Regions from separate parts of the Hordeum vulgare genome. Here region 2 is linked to region 1. The links are chromatin contacts, called in public Hi-C maps. All regions are on one chromosome and are shown on one strand. The core of a region is the stretch at or near the end of the contact, and the rest is flanking DNA. Distances in the headings are between cores, read along the strand shown.

Evidence for each region. Hi-C and Micro-C count contacts between places; a contact is called where the count stands out from the background.
Region 2: a Hi-C map of seedling shows a contact between it and region 1, with 3 times the contacts expected there. The contact joins the enhancer-like site here to the promoter of LOC123401816 in region 1. A contact is called at or near these places in 3 of 6 Hi-C or Micro-C datasets (leaf and seedling) and 1 of 1 datasets of contacts at active chromatin or transcription factors (embryo).

The regions. Positions count from the first base shown.
Region 1 is chr6H:490,078,915-490,083,068 of MorexV3_pseudomolecules_assembly, forward strand. It overlaps LOC123401816, which reads right to left and starts at 1,666. Exons shown (of 7, transcript XM_045095665.1): 1 at 1,050-1,666; 2 at 853-933; 3 at 570-746. The coding sequence starts at 1,146.
Region 2 is chr6H:490,338,655-490,342,808 of MorexV3_pseudomolecules_assembly, forward strand. It overlaps the pseudogene LOC123403768. Among protein-coding and RNA genes, the nearest start is that of LOC123403395, 27 kb to the right of the region's middle. Within about 2 kb of position 1,792, at least 2 of the 3 cell types and tissues checked have open chromatin away from gene starts, as enhancers often do. A contact at or near this core is called in seedling, where this site is marked.

The sequences.
Region 1 (4,154 bases), core at 416-2,915:
ACAGGGTAAAACTGTATAGGGCAATCATCTTACAGAAGTTGGCCATGTCATCATCACCTTATGGAAAATGTAGAAACAAAAAAGGTAGATCACAAAACAGGGTAAAGCTGTATAGGGCAATCATCTTACAGAAGTCAGGATATCATCATGCCAACTTGTCCTTGCCAATGCTATAGATTATATCATCAACTTGAACAGATTAACATGAACACCACAAACAAAAAAATAACACAAACTTTTATAAATAACACCAAGCGGATCGAACGACTTACAAATTATAGACCCAATTGCCCACTGTTACATGTGCAAATTACTTCTTCAAATGGAACAAACCAGGTTATAAGAAGACATGAAAAACATTGCAATTTCACACGGCTAACTAACAAATACATCGCAATCAAGAGATAGGCCAGAGCAGAATTCATGACTCCAACCAACCCACAGCATCAGCAGTTGAACACCAACCCTGACCAATCACCTGGCGTGCATCTGATTAGCGGAATCCCACTAGGCACTAACTAGATACTCCAAATTTAGGGAGGGCTAGAAAGAAAAGGAAGGGGGCTCACATCGGGACAGCGGCAGCGCGATCCTGTAGATGTTGCTGTTCATGGAGTCCATGACGAGCAGCTCGCCACCCTGGGTGACCTCCACGGCGTACGGCTCGATCCCCAGCTTGCTGCCGTCGAAGACCGTCTCCACGGTGTACCCGCCCTCGTACTTCACCATGGACTTGGCTCCACTCGCTGCTCCCAATCCCAGAGAAACCAACATTGTATGAGGAAAACCCGGATTCAAGAAACCTGGAAAGCGCGTCAGGGTGCGGGCGAAGAGAGGGATTCCGGCGGTCACCTGTCTTGGCCGTCGATTTGAGCGACCACAGCCGCTTCAGCACCGCCGACGCCGCATTGGAGAGGAACCCGCTCACCACCTCTGCGACGGCAACCAAGAAACACTCGTCAGACAGAACCACCGAACCAAATCGAGAAACGCGGAAGGCGAGGGCGAGAGGGAGAGGGGGAGAGAGAGAGCAAGAAGCGGGGCCTCACTCGCGGGGTACGACGCCGCGGACGCCGGAGGGGCGAAGGCGCCGAGCAGGAGCGCGGCCACGAGCAGCGCCGCGACGCGTCCCCTTGCAGCGCCCATTCGGCCGCCGCCGCTGCTACTACTGCTACTGCTACCACCACGGCGCACGGTCCCTGAGGAGCCCCCGACAGCGCGAGTCCAAGGAGCGGGGACGCGAAGGGCGTGCCGGCGGGCGGGGGGGTTGGTTCAGCGGGAGGCGGCCATTTGGGGAGGACAAAAGTCTCAGATCGAGGAGGGGAATGGGGGGAAACGCCCAAGAATCCGAGCTTTTCTTGCGGGGAGGGGGGCGGAGGAGAGAGGGATTAAAAAGGGGGGAAAGGGACAAGAGAGGCGCTGTTCCGCCTGGCCGCTGCCGCTGCCACTGCCACTCTCCGGTCGCCTTGCTTCGCTCTACGGAATTTTTCGGCTGGGGTTTTGGTTGGGGGGAGGGGGAGAGGAGGATGTGACGGTGACGACTGACGAGAGAGAGAGAGACGGAGGGCGTTCACGTGCGGATGGGGGGGGGGGGGGGGGGGTGGTGATGTAGGTGGTGTTCATCCGTCATTTCGGCGTCCCCTTTAAAACCCCTCGCCGCCTCCTTTTCACTGGAGGAATCTGGGGAAAGAAACGAGCTTTTTGTTTAGGAACTTTGCTAAATCTCCACCGAATATGAAGCTTTTTGTTGAGGCAAGCCTTTCTTTTTACAACTCGGGTGCTAATTATGCTTGAATGCATATATGCCATCGGCACCTAACTCTCTGTTGGATATTTTCAGAATAAAAATAAAAAACCGTCTATTGGAGGGAAACTTTTATGAAAACGCGGGTTAAGGCTCCCCGATGTATCGTATCTTAACTCGTATCGTGTGCATTAGACCTGCATTTACATGCGTTTGTCTAATGGCTTGTATCCTAAAAATGTATTTCATTTAATGTTTTTATTCAAAAATATCATGAGTTACCTTGGATTCGGTGCTAGGGGGGCTTGGTATGTCCTGGAGGGTAACTTTTTTCGGAAACGATCGTTGGGATCATGTTGCGTATCTATTTGGTCCTCATATTTTAATTTTGGGTACTCTTAATTTATACTATATTAGAACCATACCATCGGGTGTGTGATGCTTGTCTGTGAACCACACCCAAACACGCCAACGTCCCATTGGATAGCATCAAAGCGTTAAATCAAGTCTTTTTCAAGCTTTAGTATTAACCATGCTTAACCGTGTATATGCCCTCGATATCTAATTGCGTCTTGGAGGACAACTTTCATGAAAACGTGGGTTAAGACTATTCGATGCATTGTACCCTAAGTCGTATCGCATGCATTAGATACGCTTATTAAATGATTTATTTCAAAAAAAATCTTCACTTAATGTGTTTTACTTGAAAAAAATCATGAGTTACCTTGGATTCGATGCTAAGGAACCCTTGGATATATCTTGGAGAGCAACTTTTATGTATACACTCGTCGGATCACGCTGCATATCTTCTTGGATTCTATGCTAGGAGCCCTTGGATATATCTTGGAGAGCAACTTTTATGTATACGGTCGTCGGATCACGCTGCATATCTTCTTGGATTCTATGCTAGGAGCCCTTGGATATATCTTAGAGGGCAACTTTTAAGGAAATGCTCGATCGTGATAACATTGCACATCATCTTGATCATGGAGTTTCAATTTTGGATACTCTTGCTTTATATGTTAAAACCACACCACCGAGCATGTGACACATGTGGACCACACTAGAACCCGCCAACATCCCACTCGATAGCGCCAAAGCCAACCACTCAAATTGGATCATGCCTCCGAGATGGCATTGATACGTCTCAAATGTATCTATATTTTTTAATTGTTCCATGCTACTATATTATCACTTTTGTATACTTTTTCTACCAATTTATATTATTTTCTCGATTAACCTATTAATTAAGTGCCTAGTCCAGTTGTTGTTTTCTCCATGTTTTACTTTATAGAATATTAATATCTATGGAGGTCAATAAAACCTAAGGATTTAATACGAATTTTTGGATGCACGAAGATTCCAGAAAGTACCCAAGGGAGATGAGAGGGGCCACATGGCCTCCACATGGCCTGGTGGCGCGGTCAGGGCCTAGGCCGAGCCCATGGTTGTCTGGCCCCACAAGAACCACCTTAAATCCATTCTTTTGTCTATTAAGTCATATTTTACAAAACCCTTCGCATGATTTTTTCTGTCGCCGCAAGTTTCTGTACCAAGGAGATCCAATCTGCGGACTTGTTCTAACACTTTGCTAGAGGCTTCTTCATTAATCTTGTTGCCTCCATGACCATGTGTGAGTAGTTCCTTTAGGACCTTAGGGTATATAGCAGTAGCTAGTGTTGGAAATATGCCCTAGAGGCAATGATAAAATAGTTATTATTATATTTCCTATTACAAGATAATCATTTATTATCCATGTTATAATTGTATTGAATGAAAACATAGATACATGTGTGGATACATAGACAAAACAATGTCCCTAGCAAGCCTCTAGTTGGCTAGCCAGTTGATCAATGATAGTCAAGGTTTTCTGACTATATGCAAGTGTTGTCACTTGATAACTGGATCACATCATTAGGAGAATCATGTGATGGACTAGACTCAAACTATGAACGTAGCATGTTGATCGTGTCATTTTGTTGCTATTGTTTTCTGCGTGTAAGTATTTATTCCTATGACCATGAGATCATATAACTCACTGGCACCGGAGGAATACCTTGTGTGTATCAAACGTTGCAACGTAACTGGGTGACTATAAAGGTGCTCTACAGGTATCTCCAAAGGTGTCCGTTGAGTTAGTATGGATCAAGACTGGGATTTGTCACTCCGTGTGACGGAGAGGTATCTCGGGGCCCACTCGGTAGTACAACATCACACACAAGCCTTGCAAGCAATGTGACTAAGTGTAAGTCACGGGATCTTGTATTACAGAATGAGTAAAGAGACTTGCCGGTAACGAGATTGAAATAGGTATGCGGATACCGACGATCGATTCTCGGGCAAGTAACATACCGAAGGACAAAGGGAATGACATACGGGATTATATGAATCACTGAGGTTCAACCGATAA
Region 2 (4,154 bases), core at 542-3,041, 260 kb after region 1:
AGTATGACCACGCGTGCGGACGCCTCTTCTCCGGCAGCTCCTCCGAGGCATCGAGCTCGCGCTCCTCCATCCCCCCCCCCCCGTTGAAGAGGGAGCTAGAGGAGCTTCCACCGGTGAAGATGGAGCCGGAGCGACATGTCGGGGGCGTCGTTCGACCGGAGGACGTCCTCCCCCCGGCGGAGGCGAACAACCTTTTGCCCGCGCTGCTTGCGCGGAGTGCGCGGGATGCGGAAGAGGACCGGCAGCGCCGCCGGAGGGACGAGGAGATCGACACCGTGCTCTACGAGCGGGGTGTCGCGTCGGCCCTCGCCTTCGGCCACAAGGTAGAGGAGTGGCGCCGCGAAGCCACTACGCAGGAGCGTCTCTATGTTGAGATTTCCTCTGACGAGGACGACGACTGAGCGTTGCCGCATCTACTACCATAGGAGCTTCGGTAAGCTCAATTTTACGTACTGCGGTAGGATATTTAGTAGCTCCGGTGAGCTCCGATAGGTTAGCTTACCTCTACCCCCCCTTTAGTAAGTGATGAACTCTGAATATAGTATGTATGATCGTGTACTAAGTAATGAACTCTGAATAAGCGTGGTTGTAATTTCGCCCGTGAATACTTTTTTTAAAATTTACGCAGTTTCATATACGGAGTCTATTCTGCAGCGTAAGATTTCGTCCCATGAAACCTCGCTTCTTGAAAGTGTAAACCGTTTTACAGGTCGCAAATATGCGGGGTCAACTAGAAATACTCTAATAAGCCGAACCGTTGGGACCTAAAAACTTCTATGTTTTCTGTGTACAATTATGCTATCTTATGAGTAATGATCTCTTACCAACACACTCTATCGTCAAATCTTTAGGGATGTGTAGTTATTGGAGATAAGTCTAAAAAATAATCATTGTACATAATTCCTTATGCATTCTCTAAATTATGTGGCATGCTTAAGTTCAAATCTCTTATCAAACATTTTGTACTGCTATTTCCTTCAGGAAAGACCTAAGATACTTCTTTTAAGTTTTGATCGAAGAATATTTGGACGGGTGTAACAAAAGCTAAGGGCTAGGTGGGCCCTAAATTAGGAGTCTTTTATAATAACAAATGACAGTGGGAATCCTTCGAGCGTCCCTATGTCTCATTACAACGAGATGTAGGGAAGCCTCATGTGAGGGAAGAGCTGGATGGGCCGGCAAGGCACGCAATGAGGCCATTTACTTTCGTTTATACTTTTATATATATCCCTAATAATAAACAAATACGGTTTCTGATCGTTCGTCGTGGCATTTTTGTAGAAAGACCCCTCCGTTTTCATTTAATCAACCCGCAGTCCTTTCGTAAGTGAGGAAAACGTTTCACTTTTATGAATAAGACCCTACGTTTTCCGAGGCGAGGAGGCATCGCGGCAGCAGACGGCACGCTCGCCAGATCCAATCGGCGGCGACGCGCGATGCAGCTGGCGACGGGCGGCCCGACGGCTGGGCGCGGGGGCTTCGGCTCGGCGTTTCTGTCCGGGGGAACGGGCCTCGCGGCGAGGGGGTCGCCGGGGGAGCGGCGTGCGGCGGGGCGGCGGCGGCGCGAGAGATTGAACGGCGGGGCGACGCTCGGGAGGAGGGATTAGGCGGAACATCCACAAGCTCACCCTCGGCACCTTCGTGGCCATCGAGAGCAGCAAGCACGTACGTGCGTGGTTAGCAGCTGGATGAAGCGTCGGGAGGAAGAAGAGGTTAAGGAATAGCTGCACGTACGGTACCTGTGTGGTGAGGGCGAGCTTGTTGTGCTTGAGGGACTCGACGCGGGAGTGGAGGGCGTCGTAGCTGGCGCGGAGGGCGGCAAAGTCGTGCTCGGGCAAAGGCGTACGCATCGCCAGGCTGACCCACTCCCACATGCTCCGCGCCGGCTTCCGTCCGGGCTTCTTCCTCCGCAACAAACTCCTCGCAGCATATTGCCGCGGCGGCGACATGCGCCACGCCCGCCTCCTGTTCGACGGAATGCCGCGCCGGGACGCCGTGTCCTGGAACACCCTCATCGCCGGTTACTCCAGCCAGAGCGGGTCCTCCGCGCGCCTCGCGCTCGCTTCCTTCCGGGACGCGCTGGGAGGCGGCGTCCGGGCGGACAGGTTCAGCTACGCCGCGGTGCCAGCGGCGTGCGGCAGGGCCGGGGACTGGAGGCACGGCCGGGCGGCGCACGGGCTGGCCGTGGCGAGTGGGCTCGTGCAGGACGTGTTCCTGACCAACTCCGTCATCGACATGTACACCAAGTGCGGGATGATTGACGAGGTGAGGCTGGTGTTTGACCGGGCCGAGGAGCGGGACGAGATGCCGTGGAACCTGCTGTTGTCAGCGTACCTGCGCATGGGATGGCCAGAGGTGGTCATTCACATGCTCGTCTAGATGCACCGGTCAGGGGTCAAGCTTGATAGCTTTGCCTTGGGTGGGATCCTCAAGGCTTGCTCCGAGCTCGAGGGCTCCGAGGATGTACGCAGGATGTTGCATGGCTGCGTGGTTAAGGTTGGTTTGGACTTGGATATGTTCGTCGGGAGTGCCATGGTGGACATTTATGCCAAAAACGGTGGACTTGAGGAGGCGATCAAGGTGTTTGACTGCATCCCGAATCAGAACGCGGTGGTTTACGGTGCCATGATCGCGGGATTCGCTCGCTTAGGTAATGATCCTTGCCCTGAGGTTAGAGTCGAAGAGTGAGGCTTTTCTCAGACTTGCTCCGGATGAGTGTTAAACCGTCCAGGTTTACTTTCAAGAGTGTGCTCGAAGTCTGCAATTTGACCAATGCGTTGCACTTTGGGAGGCTCATACACGCTCATGTTATATTCAATGGGTTTCAGGACGATGAGTTCATAGCAAATGCGCTGCTCAACTTGTACTCCAAAGCACGGTCGGTAAGTGACAGTCTGAGATGCTTCCATATGACTCCCAGGCAGGATGTTGTCACATGGACATCCATAATTACAGCATTCGCGCATGATGAGAATTTTGAGAAGGCACTAGGCCTGTTCCTAGAGTTTCTTTCTCTTGGAAAAGAGCCAGACCCGTTCACTTTATTGAGTGTCATGAATGCATGTGCTGCTGTGAGTCTAACAGCAACCTGTAAGAAGATACACTGTTATACGGTCAAATCTGGACTTAGTCATTTCACTGTGTGCGGCAATTCTTAGATTTCTATGTATAGGAATATAGGTGATGTTGAGGCTTCAAAGAAGACATTCGAGCAGATTACATGCCTAGACATATTCTCATGGTCTACAATGATTTTGAGAGGAGAGGAAGAAGCCATAGCCTCAAGGCCCCGTCGCCTCCAGCCACTAACCGGGGAGGAGGGGCTCCACCACCACGGCATGGGGACGCCGCCCCGAATGGAAGGGAGAGGGTGATCCCGTCGGTGCTAGAGCTTGGTAGGGTAGGGGACGGGGCGCGATCGAAGAGGCAGGGACGGCCTATCTCAGTGCCAGGATGTGGAAGGCTTCGTGGAATATTAGAAAAGTAAACGACGAAGATAAGGCTATGAGCGAGCGCCAGCCAGGCTGCTGGTTTCTTCTAGCCAGCCGACATGTTAGCTAGCTAGCGTGGCTGCATCACACATGTGTTTACTCTTTTCCTTCTAAGAAAAAATATTTTTGCTCTTCAAACTATGCACACGTCTATTTTTTTATTTGAAGTTGAAGATGACTCATCTTTTTTTTAATTTGATTGCTTATGTCCATACTCATTTTTTAAATGTTTGCCAACAGTATAAAGTGTTCGTGAATTCAAAAAATGTTCTTGATTTTAGAAAGTATTCAAAAATTTGTATAAGTGTTCATGAATTTGAAAATTTTCACTACTTCAAACATGTGCACGAGTTTTAAAAAATGGTCATGATTTAAAAAATTCTTCATGATTTCATGAAATTAGGAGTGATAGTGTATGTCGATGATACAACAAAATATGACCATGACCATTTAAAATTATGTTTTTTCCCGTTGCAACGCACGGACCCTTATATATATATATATATATATTTGTCGTGCTATTCGTCACCCTGGGTGAGGAATAGTTATTCTTCACCCCCCTCTATTTTCACATCAATACACCGTAATTTTACGTTTCTTAAATTTTAATCTTATGTCAATCGTAAAAAGAGACCGTAAAAAATACATAGTCACCGTAAAAAA